Regions from separate parts of the Cricetulus griseus genome. Here region 1 is linked to region 2. Evidence: chromatin contacts called from public Hi-C data. All regions are on one chromosome and are shown on one strand. The core of a region is the stretch at or near the end of the contact, and the rest is flanking DNA. Distances in the headings are between cores, read along the strand shown.

The links. Hi-C and Micro-C count contacts between places; a contact is called where the count stands out from the background.
Region 1: a Hi-C map of fibroblasts shows a contact between it and region 2, with 4 times the contacts expected there. The contact joins the enhancer-like site here to the promoter of Castor2 in region 2. A contact is called at or near these places in 3 of 8 Hi-C or Micro-C datasets (the CHO-K1 cell line and fibroblasts).

The regions. Positions count from the first base shown.
Region 1 is chr4:113,263,810-113,269,448 of CriGri-PICRH-1.0, reverse strand. Rcc1l (RCC1-like G exchanging factor-like protein) reads left to right here. Exons shown (of 10, transcript XM_027416104.2): 2 at 3,946-4,075. Among named protein-coding and RNA genes, the nearest start is that of Rcc1l, 5.5 kb to the left of the region's middle. Within about 2 kb of position 2,773, at least 2 of the 6 cell types and tissues checked have open chromatin away from gene starts, as enhancers often do. A contact at or near this core is called in the CHO-K1 cell line and fibroblasts, where this site is marked.
Region 2 is chr4:113,196,718-113,201,944 of CriGri-PICRH-1.0, reverse strand. Castor2 (cytosolic arginine sensor for mTORC1 subunit 2) reads right to left here and starts at 3,542. Exons shown (of 9, transcript XM_027416102.2): 1 at 3,111-3,542. The coding sequence starts at 3,223.

The DNA.
Region 1 (5,639 bases), core at 1,524-4,023, 68 kb before region 2:
GTTCTTCCAGAGGTCCCGAGTTCAATTCCCAGCAACCACGTGGTGGCTCACAACCACCTTAAGGTCTGGTGCCCTCTGCTAGCATGCAGGCAGAAGACCATAGAAAATAAATAAATAAAATCTAAAAAAAAAACCAAACCAAATAACAACAAAAAAAAACCTAAACAAAGAGAAATAGGTTATAATAAGTTTTAAGAGCTAGGGGGGCAAGCTAGCTTATATAAGGCCGAGCATTCATAACTAATAATAGGTCTCATAACTAATAATAGGTCTCTGTGTTATGATTTGGGAGCTGGTTGGTGGCCCAAAAGAAATCCTGCTATAGTTGTGAGCCTCCATGGTAGGTGCTGGCAGTCAAACCCCGTCCTCTGAAAGGACTAGAAGTGCTCTTAACCACTAAGCCACCCACCTCTCCAACCTGTTCTCTTTTTTGTTTGTTTGTTTGTTTGTTTTGCTTTGTTTTTCAAGGCAGGGTCTCTGTTATGTAGCTCTGGATGTTGTGAAAGTCACTTTGTAGACCGGGCTGGACTCGAACTCACAGAGATAACCCAACTCTGCCTTCTAAGTGCTGGGATTAAAGGCATTCTTCATCAGACCTGGCTCCAGCCCCTGTGCTTACAGATTTTTTTGTGATTTTTTTAGTGTTTTCTATGTTTAGGAGGCCTGTGGATAGAGGTATTTTTTGTTTGTTTGTTTTGTTTTGTTTGTGTTTTGAGAGAGGGTTTCTCTGTGGCTTTGGAGGCTGTCGTGGAACTAGCTCTTGTAGACCAGGCTGGTCTTGAAGATAGAGGTAGCTTTATATCCTTGTTTCTAATCAGATGCTTCTTTTCCTTGCTTGATTTAGTACAGTATTAAATTGAATTAGTAAATGCTAAATTTTTTATTTTTATTTTGAGAGAGAGTGTTGATATGTAACCCAAGTGTGTAGTCCAGACTGATTTAGAGTTGTATCCCTGGCTTCAGTGTCCTCCATGCTGGGGTTGCAGGTGTGTGCCACCAGACCCAGCCTAGTTTAGTATAATTCTTGCTTGTTGGAAGACATCTGTGAACCTCTTCTTAAGACTGTGGCTGGAGTCCTCTCCTGGTATGTCATCCTGTCAGGCTCTCACTAGCTGGCACTTTTAGATACTGTTCAAAGCTTTTCACAAGTGAACAGATTAATGATACCATGCACCCATCAAATATTTGAGTGTTAAATAAACAGGTATCACTAAGCATGAGAATCTTAGTGTGCTGGGCATTTTTTTTTTTTTTTTTTTTTTGACACAGGATTTCTCTGTGTAACAGCCCAGCTTCGAACTCTCAGAGAGAGAGAGAGAGTTCCTCTTGAGTTCTGGGATTAAAAGTGTGTTCCACCACTGTCTGGTTCTGGGCATCATTTTTAGATCTATAGTTTTTTGGCTTTGGTGTGTGTGTGTGTGTGTGTGTGTTGCTTGCATGCCTGGAGCCCACAGAGGCCAGAGAGGGCATCGGATCCCATGGAACTGGAGTTACAGACAGTTGTGAGCAGCACATGGTGCTGGGAACTGAACCTGAATCATTTCTGTTTCCTCTCATGCAGTCCAGTTAGCTTCAGCTGCCCAAGTAGGTCATCTCTGTGGATCTCAAGCCATATCAGAAGGATGGTGGCTCGCCCAGTGGTGGTGGCGCATGCCTTTAATCCCAGAATTTGGGAGGCAGAGGCAGATGGGTCTCTGAGGTTGAGGTCAGCCTGGTCTACAGAGCGAATTTCAGGACAGCCAGGGTTGTTACACAGAGAAACTCTGTCTCAAAAAACAACAACAAAAAAAAGAGGGCTGGAAAGATGACTCAGAGGTTAAGAGCCCTGGCTGCTTTTCCAGAGGTCCTGAGTTCAATTCCCAGCAACCACATGGTGGCTCACAGCCATCCATAATGAGTTCTTGTGCCCTCTTGGGGCCTGCAGGCATACATGCAGGCAGAACACTGTATACATAAAAAAATAGAAATGTGGTGGCTCTAGGAAGCTAGAAACTGAAGTGTTTTGAGCAGAAGGATGGTGGTATAGATGTTTTGAATGAATCCTAGAAGGGAAACTGTCACAAGGTGAAAAGAGGGCCATGTCACTTTGTTCCATTCTGGCTGTCTTGCTCTCTAGACCAGGCTGGCCTCAAACTCAGAGATCTGCCTACTTCTGCCTGTGCTGGGATTAAAGGCACGTGCCACTACTGCCCTGCTGACATGTCACTTTTGAATGACATGATTAAAGCATCAACAATTTTTTTCTAAGTTTTTTTTTTTTTTTTTTCCAAGATGGGATTTCTCTCTGTAGCCTTGACTGTCCTGGAACTTACCCTGTAGACCAGGCTGGCCTCGAATTCATAGAGATCCACCTGCCTCTGCTTCCCAAATGCTGGGGTCAAAGGTGTGTGCCACCACCACCTGGCAACAATTTTTTTTCCATTCATTTATTTAGCTCATAAGTAAAGTCATGTACAATTATGATACACAATACAGTATGTTCACAATGGCATGGCTAAATTAAACCAACTAACATATCACACATATTCATCATTTTTGTTTTGAGAACACTTAAAGCATACTATCTCAAACTTTTAAAATATAGCATATTGTTATCAACCATATTTATCATGCTCTCAGTAGACCTCAGGACATCACAGAGTCCATGCCCCTGGTAACAAATTTTAAAAACATATTTAGCTAAGAAGCTGTGGAGATGGGTCAGCAGTTAACAATGTGTACTGCTGAAGAGCATCTGAGTTCATTTCCCAGCAGCCCAGAGGGGTGACTCACAGTTAACTAACTGTAACTCTAGCTCCAGGAAACCCAGCACCCCTCTGGTCTCTGACGGTACCCGCATGCATGTGTGGATATGCTCACATAGACACAGACACATAAATAAAAATACTAATTAAAAAGAAAGAGCTATAATTAAAAAAAGAGGCCAGGTGTTGGTGGCGAACACCTTTAATCCCAGCACTCGGGAGGCAGAGGCAGGCCGATCTCTGTGAGTTCGAGGCCAGCCTGATCTCCAGAGCGAGTGCCAGGACAGGCTCCAAAGCTACACAGAGAAACCCTGTCTCGAGGAAAAAAAAAAAAAAAAAGAATATTCCTGGCCACACTTCTGCAATGGCAGCAGTTAGGAGGCTGGGGCAGGAGGGTTATGAAGAGTGTTACTCTGGCATTTTTGTTTTGGATGTAGTGAGGTTCACAGGGGTTCTCTGAGGAAGTCGGTGGGTCTCTGGTAAATTCAGCAGCAGAGGGATAGTGGGGTGACACTAGGCTGAGGAGTTAATAATGTATAATAGAGAGGACATGGGGACATCAAGTGTAAAATTGAGGGCAACCCCTGCTAGCAGGGGGTGTAGTTGCTCTGGGTGGTGTGGAGATGGTTGATTTTAGAATGAACCCCGGGCTTGGGTTACTTCTGGCCCCAACTAGAATTAACGCTCCTACCAGAAGTGAGGTAGGTGTCCATCCCAAGTTGAGTTCCCCCAGTCAGTGAAAGTGAGGGCCAATGATGGTTTAGGTGAAAGACTGAACAAAGGTGTGGGCTGTCAACTGCCATGCTGGACTGTGCCCTGGTGGGTGAGATGAAAATGCCCAGCGCGTGGCATGTGTGTACAGGAGAAGAAATAAAAACATGGTCTAGCATAGCAGATGAGGGATGAAGCCCATTCATTGTGGGAAGTACATGAGTGCATGTAAATAGCTTGTCACTTTCTTTTTAATTTGTTTAACTTTATTTTATGTGCATTAGTATAAAGGTGTTAGATCCCCTAGAACTGGAGTTACAGACAGTTGTGAGCTGCCACGTAGGTGCCGGGAATTGCACCAAGGTCTCCTAGAAGAACAGTCAGCACTCTTAGTCACTGTGCCATCTCTCCAGCCCCAGCTTGTCACCATTTGCTGAAAGGATTGACATCACAAATCAGTCCATGGTGCATTGTGGGAACTCTTTTTCAGATTACCTCTGCTGCCTGTGGCTATGGATTCACTCTGCTGTCCTCTAAAACCAAGGATGTTACGAAAGTCTGGGGTATGGGACTCAACAAAGATTCTCAGCTTGGATTCCACAGGAGCCGGAAGGATAAAAGTAAGCAGGTATCCTTACCATAAACTACAACAGCAAATAAAGAGGGCTGTGTTGGTGTATGCCTCTAATCCCAGCAAGGGAGAGACTAAGGGAGGAGGAGCTTGAGTTTGAGGCCAGTCTGGGCTACATATCAAACACTCAAGGGTTGGCTGGGCAGTGGTGGCGCACGCCTTTAATCCCAGCACTTGGGAGGCAGAGGCAGGCGGATCTCTGAGTTCCAGGCCAGCCTGATCTACAGAGTGAGTTCCAGGACAGCCTCCAAAGCCACAGAGAAACCCTGTCTTGAAAAACAAAAAAATCAAAACAACAACAAACCCCAAAACAAAACCTCAAGGGCTGAAGCCAGGTGTTGTTGTGGAATATTATTTTAACTGGGAATATTATTTAAATGTGTTACATTTGTTTAATTACAAAGATGTGTTACATTTGTTTCACTTTGCCTGCCTAAGGCACCTGATTGGTCTAATAAAAAGCTGAACAGCCAATAACTAGGCAGAGAAAGGATAGGCGGGGCTGGTGGGCATAGAAAATAAATGGGAGAAGAAAGAGAGAAAAGAGAGGAAGAGAAGAGAGAACGAGGGATGTGTTTGGGGCAAGAAGCCAGGCAGCTGCCAGGCAGCCAGACACAAGAAGCAGTGAAAGTAAGATACACAGGAAGGAAGGGAAGAAGGAAGAAAAAAAGAAAGGCAAATGTGAAAAGCTCCCAAGCAAAAGGTAGATAAAGAGAAATAGGTTATTTTAAGTTAAAGAGCTAGCCAGAAAGGAGCCTAAGGTAGGCCAAGCATTTATAACTAATAAGAAGTTTCCATGTCATGGTTTGGGAACTGGTTGATGGCCCAAAAGAAAAAGCCTGGTACAGGTGTGGTGATGCACACCTGAAATCCCATGCATATGTGCCCCGCTGTGTGTGGGAGGTTAGAGCACAGTTTGTGGGAATTGATTCTCTGCCATGTGAACTTGGGTTGCCAAGAGCCTTTACCAGCTGTGCCATTTTTCTGGCTTGGTCTTTGTATCCTGAGTGCTGGAATTATAGATTTTTGTGTGTCATATAGCTAGCTGTGGTACTTTATTTGAAAAACAAAATTACTTTTTTCTTTTATTCATTCCCTAATCCTTTTAGACTACTTCTTCCCCTCTCACAGTTTTAGTTTGATTCTGTGTGTGTGTGTGTGTGTGTGTGTGTGTGTGTGTGTGTGTGTGTGAGTGTGAGTATGTGTGTGTGAGTGTGTGTTGCTGATAAGCAAACCCAGGGCCTTCTGCAGCTAGATTATTGGCCCATGAGACTGATTTAATCTAGGTTTTATTGAAACCAGGTCTCCATCTGTAACTCTCCTGCATCAGCCTCCTAAGTTCTGGGACTACTATTAGGGCCAACTTTCAAGATATCTCTTCTATTTTAAGATGGGTTTTCATGTAGCCCAGGCTGGTTTTGAACTTACCACTTAGCTGAGGATGACCTTGACTTTGGATTTCCTTGCCTCTGGGATTTCTGTGGTGCTGGGGATGGAGCCCAGGGCTCTGTGTATGCTAGGAAACTCTGAGTTTCCACCCCAGTTGTGGAGAT
Region 2 (5,227 bases), core at 2,293-4,792:
AAAGCTCTGTCACCATGTTGTCCTTCCTTGTATACGCTAGGATATATGTCATTTACAAGTTCATATTTCTACATAGAGACTAGATCCCCCTTCCTGCCTATTCCTACTAAGATGTCCCATCAGGTAGGCTCCCAGGCTACCCTAGCGAGTGTTCAGTCTCCCCTCTTTCTTTATTCAATGTATATATGTTTATATCTATGTGTACGTATGTGCACATGAGTGCAGGTACCTGCAGAGGCCAGAAGAGGGCACTGGACACTTTGGAGCTGGAGTTACTGGAGGCTGTGAGCCATCTGGCATGGGTGCTCGGAAGTGAACTCAGGTCCTCTGCAAGAGCAGCAATCAGTCTTAACTGCTGAGCCATCTCTCCAGGCCTGGGCCTCCTTTCTTCTGCCCTGATGGACTATGTTTCTTAACTTCAGCTTTCTAACTGCGTCCCTTTCCTTCCCTGGACTGGGCACTTAGCTCGGCAGAGGGAGAGGCAGTCTATCTCTACATCCCTTGGGCTCGGCGGCAGCACCAAGTGAGTATTTCCAGTGTCATTCTCTTCCCCATGCTCTACCTGCTCCACCCAAAGGAGACATCAGAGATGGAGGTGGGGGGTAGAGGTGATTAAGTCTGCTAGGAGGTGGAGGCAGGGGAGTGCTTGAGGAGGTTCAGGGTGATGTCACTAATCTTGAGGACTAACGTGGAACTGACAGGGGAGGAGGGGACATTCCAGGAAGAGATGAACGATGTACAGGTGGGAAGAGGAAAGAGAAAGCAGGCAACCTGTGGGTGTTACTAGTATATCTGCTGCTGCTGCTGGTGATGGGCATGTGGGGGGGATGATGGCTAAAGACAAGGTTTCTGGATCTAGGTTCCTCAAATGGCCTTGAATGTCACAGCAAGGACCTGGCCCTGTGGAAACAGTGATTGTTTCCTTTAAACAGGCCGTGAGATGTTCTGGGGATGCCCCGTTTTGGGGAGGTAGGTGCTAACAGGAATCTGGACCACTGTGGTGGAGGAGAAGCAGCTCACTGCTGTAAACAAGTTAATAGCCATACACCACCACTATTCCATTTGGGGCACAGTTGTTTTTACAGGAATTGAATGACCTACCCCCAGCAAGCAGCTCCTTGAAAAAGAAGTGGGCCAGGCTGTTCTATGTCCATTTCATGGAGGGACAAAGAAAGAAATAGAAAAGGACAATGACCTGGCCTGGGCCTCTGGTGCTGATTCCAACATGAAGCCACGCCTGGGCTCAGAGTGCATAAGGGCAGTCGGTCTGAGGACTGGCTATACTCAGCGATTTCTAGAGTCAGAGCCTGGAGACAAGGAGGTGACCTTTGACCCCCCCAGTCATCTTGCCACTGGTCACTTGGGCCTACCCTGGAAGGGAGGAGGGGTACCCACCTTACAAGGGGACAAGGTTTCCCTGTGGTCAGTGTGAGCTTGTCTCTGGGTCTTAATCTGAGACCTTAAACTTGGACCACGTGAGTCGTAGATAAGGGATGCCCATAAAAAGGCCAGTCCCTTCAACAAGGCACAGGGGACAGCCAGGCAGCCTTTTTCCAGTCCCCCCAAGAGCCCCCTTTTCTCCAGCTTGAGAAAGGAGGAACCAGAGGGCTGTCATGGACTGTTGGGGCCAGAAGTTGGAGATCTGTCACCTCCAGCCTCTGGGTCCTAGGGATTGCCTGGAGGGTGCGCAGAGGGCAAGTGTATATGATTGAGAGGGGCTGTTTTGCACTTGGGGGTGTGTGTGTGGGGGGGAGGGGGAAGCTTGTTCAGAATCTGAGCTGTTAGCTTTGTTTTCAAATGACCTGTTTAATGATTTACCTGGGGCCATCCAAGGAGCAAGGGGCTCTACCCTCCGGCTAGGGAGGTAAAGATTTCAAACCTCCCGGTCCCCACTCAGAGAAGAAAGTAAATAGATACAAAGCTACCTAGCTGACTTCATCTTCCAAACAATAGCGCTGACCAAGCTGTTGAAGTCAGGTCCCCTGGCAAGAACTTTTAACAGGTTCTCTCCCTTGAGCCCAACACCACAGGAGGGAGACAAGGCAGCCTGGGAAGGGAAGGAGGGAGGGGGGTGTGTTTGCTGTCAATTTAACTTAATCTTGACCTGTAATGTATTCATTCCTTTGGCAGAGAGGTTGAAGCATCTTCTCTTTAACTGCTCCCCCCATCATAATGGTAATCAAATGAGGTTTAAGTTAACCGTAGCTTGCTCCAATTCCCACTCCACAGGAGGAAAAGGGCAATTAAAAAAAAGATAACCGGATTCTAATCCAACAGGAGTTTATGAAGTCAAACGCACACCTAGCAATGGGAAAAATCCAAGATTTAATTTTTTTTTCTTCTTACCTCTCAAGGCCTTCTACAATTTTTTCCCCTTCTGCAACATCCAAGCCCAGCCTTCCTGCTCCTCCCCTTCTATGGTTCAAAATCCCCCCTCCCTCCCACTTCGCTGGACCCCCAAAGAGAAAAGAAATCAGCAACCCTGGCCCTGCAGCCCCTCCCCCGCCGCCTGCACCTCCTTCCTCCCTTCGCAGGCACCTGGAGATAAACATCTACTAATGATTTTATGATTTTTTTTCTGTTCTGGGGTAGACGAGCTCAGCGCCCTCCCTCCCCGCTTGCCAGTGGCTACAGGGGGGCCGGCCCAACCAGTAGGAGGGGAGTGGTGGTGTTGGATGGATGGGGGGGGGGATGGGGCGTGTTTAGTTTGTTAATTTCCACCTCCGGATCCCCACACCTGTTTTTCATTCATTCGTTCGTTCGTTCGTTCATTCATTCATTCATTCATTCATTCATTCATTCACGGATGCATCACAGAGGCCATTTGTGGAGGTTACTAGAGATCTCAGGGAAGGGGCTGCGATGGGGGTGGGTGGGTGTTGGTGGCAGCAGTTGGAGGCGCAGTGGGGTGGGGGGATCTGGGTGGAGGGGACCCCCAACTAGAGAGCACAGGGGTGGCTTTGTCCGATGCAGGAGGACGGCAGAGATTCGGGGGGGGGGTGAAGTTGTTTTGCACTGCGTCCCCCCGGGGTGCGCCTCTTTGTCTGTCCCGGGGCGGGTGCCACGCTCCCCCATCCCCATCCCCGCGCCCCACACTCCCTTTCTCTCACCTGGTCTTGGAAGACAGGAAGGCAAGTTTGATGAGGCCGTAGGTGAAGAGCGGGATACTCTCCTTGGCGACGCTGGCAACTTGCAGCCGGTGTTCCAGAATGTGCAGTTCCATCGTCCGCCCAGGGGTCCTCCACAGCGGATCATCCGCGATGGCCCGAGTTGCGAGGGGGGGCGGGGGGACGGGGACGGGGACGAGCAGCGGCCCCCGCCCCCTGTGTGCCCCAAGCCTTGGGGCAACCGGCCCAGGGAAGGGGGCCCGGAGCTCGGGGCTGGGCTGATTTGTATTCGATCCAGAAAAAGGAAGCTTGGCAAGTTGCAAAAAAAGGAGGCCTGGGGAGGACCTGCGGGGTGCAGCGAGCTACGGGGTGGACAAGCAAACAGCGCCCGGCTGAGCGCGGCGCCCGGCGCAGCAGCAGCTGGTGTTCGCTGTAACAAACAACTTGCCACTCAAACGCCGGGCCCGTGCTGCGCAGGCGCCGGCCTCGGGGCCACGCGATGCGTATCGGGATTTGTAGTTCACGCTCACGCTTTTACGCGGCCCTTCCCCCTGGACTACTCCAGCTTGCTGATGTCAAGCCAGGGGGGCTGGGCTGTTGCGCCACAGTGCACCCGGGATGCAAGATTTCGGGGTTCCCCAGGGTCACAGAAGAACCCTATGGGACACATAGGACATTTAGAGCGGATCCAAGCTTAGATGCATGCTCTGTCATCTCTCAAACTCAGGATTAGGCTCTTTCTTTGGGGTGTCAAGAGAGCAACCCCTTTTCTCCACAAACAACTCCAGCGTTGAAGGCCTGAGCCTGCCAGGGGAGAGATTTAGAGGAATCGGTGATTGCCGTGCAGCGAAGCCAGAGCAAAAGACAAGGCTTGGATTAGATAGAGAAGGGTGCTGGGTCCTTGTGGAAGGGTGCTGAGGGCTGAATGAGAGCACACAGGCGGGGGTGGGGGGCGGGGGGGCGGTGGTTCAGAGGGAGAGCTGCGCGGCCTTCCAGGCAGAAGGAACACCATGTCCAAACGCACGGAAGCGTGAAAGCCCCCACGGTACTGTGTTTGGCTTTGTTGCTGCGGAAAATGTGAGGGAGGAGAGAGATAAGGCAGGCACGGGAACGGGACCTGGGTCTCTGGGATCATGGGTGCAAAGCTGCTGAAGTAACTGTGGATCTCGGGGAGAGGGGAGGGTGCGGGGGTGGGGTGGGAGTGGACCTGAATCTGAATGAGAGTCATCCTTAGTGTTTCTAACCCCAGGCTCGCATGCTGTTGGGGGAACCTGTTCAGCAAATATACCCCCACCCCTGCCCCCACGCCTTTCATGGCTGACTAGGTTCTGAAATCCTTTAGGTTAAAGTTACTGACTAGTGCTTTTGCCCTCTGGCAGAGTACTTTGGGGGATGTAATGGGTCAAATCTACCTGCTGAGGTGGGCAGGAAACTGAGTTTTTTGTTTTTGTTTTTTTGAGAGGGGGAGAGCCCTGACTGTCAATCTCACATTCTTAGTCCCTTTTTATTAGATAGGGGCTTATTATGCTTCCTCATACCGAGTGTGTCTCATAGCCTGTCCATTCCTCTGTTGCTTTAATTTCACTGAAGACTGACCTTCGAGATGGCTCAGTGGGTAAAGACACTTGCTGCCAAGCCTGGTGACCTCAGGAAGATCTCCTGGACCCAAACCTTGGAAGGAAGAGAACTGACTCCTGTAGGCTGTCCTCTGATACACACACACACACACACACACACACACACACACACTTTAAATAAATAATTGATTGCTCTATTTTTATTTTGTTTTTGAGTCAGGGTCTCACTTATCTTGTACTATCCTTCAACTCTTCATATAGTTGAGAACGACCATGAACCTCAGATCTTCTTGCTGCCGTCTCCTGAGTGCTGGGATTACAGGTGTGCAGTGCCACGTCTGGTTTATGCCATGATAGGGATGGAACCCAGGACTTTGTACATACTAGGCTAACACTCTTAATTGAGGAATCCCAGCCTTCTTTTTCCTTTTCCTTCAACTAAAAACTTAAAAAAGACATTATTTTGTGTATATAGGTGTTTCGCCTGTCTGTCTGTATGTATGTGCATCACAAGCATGCTTTGGTGCCCAGGGAGTTTAGAAG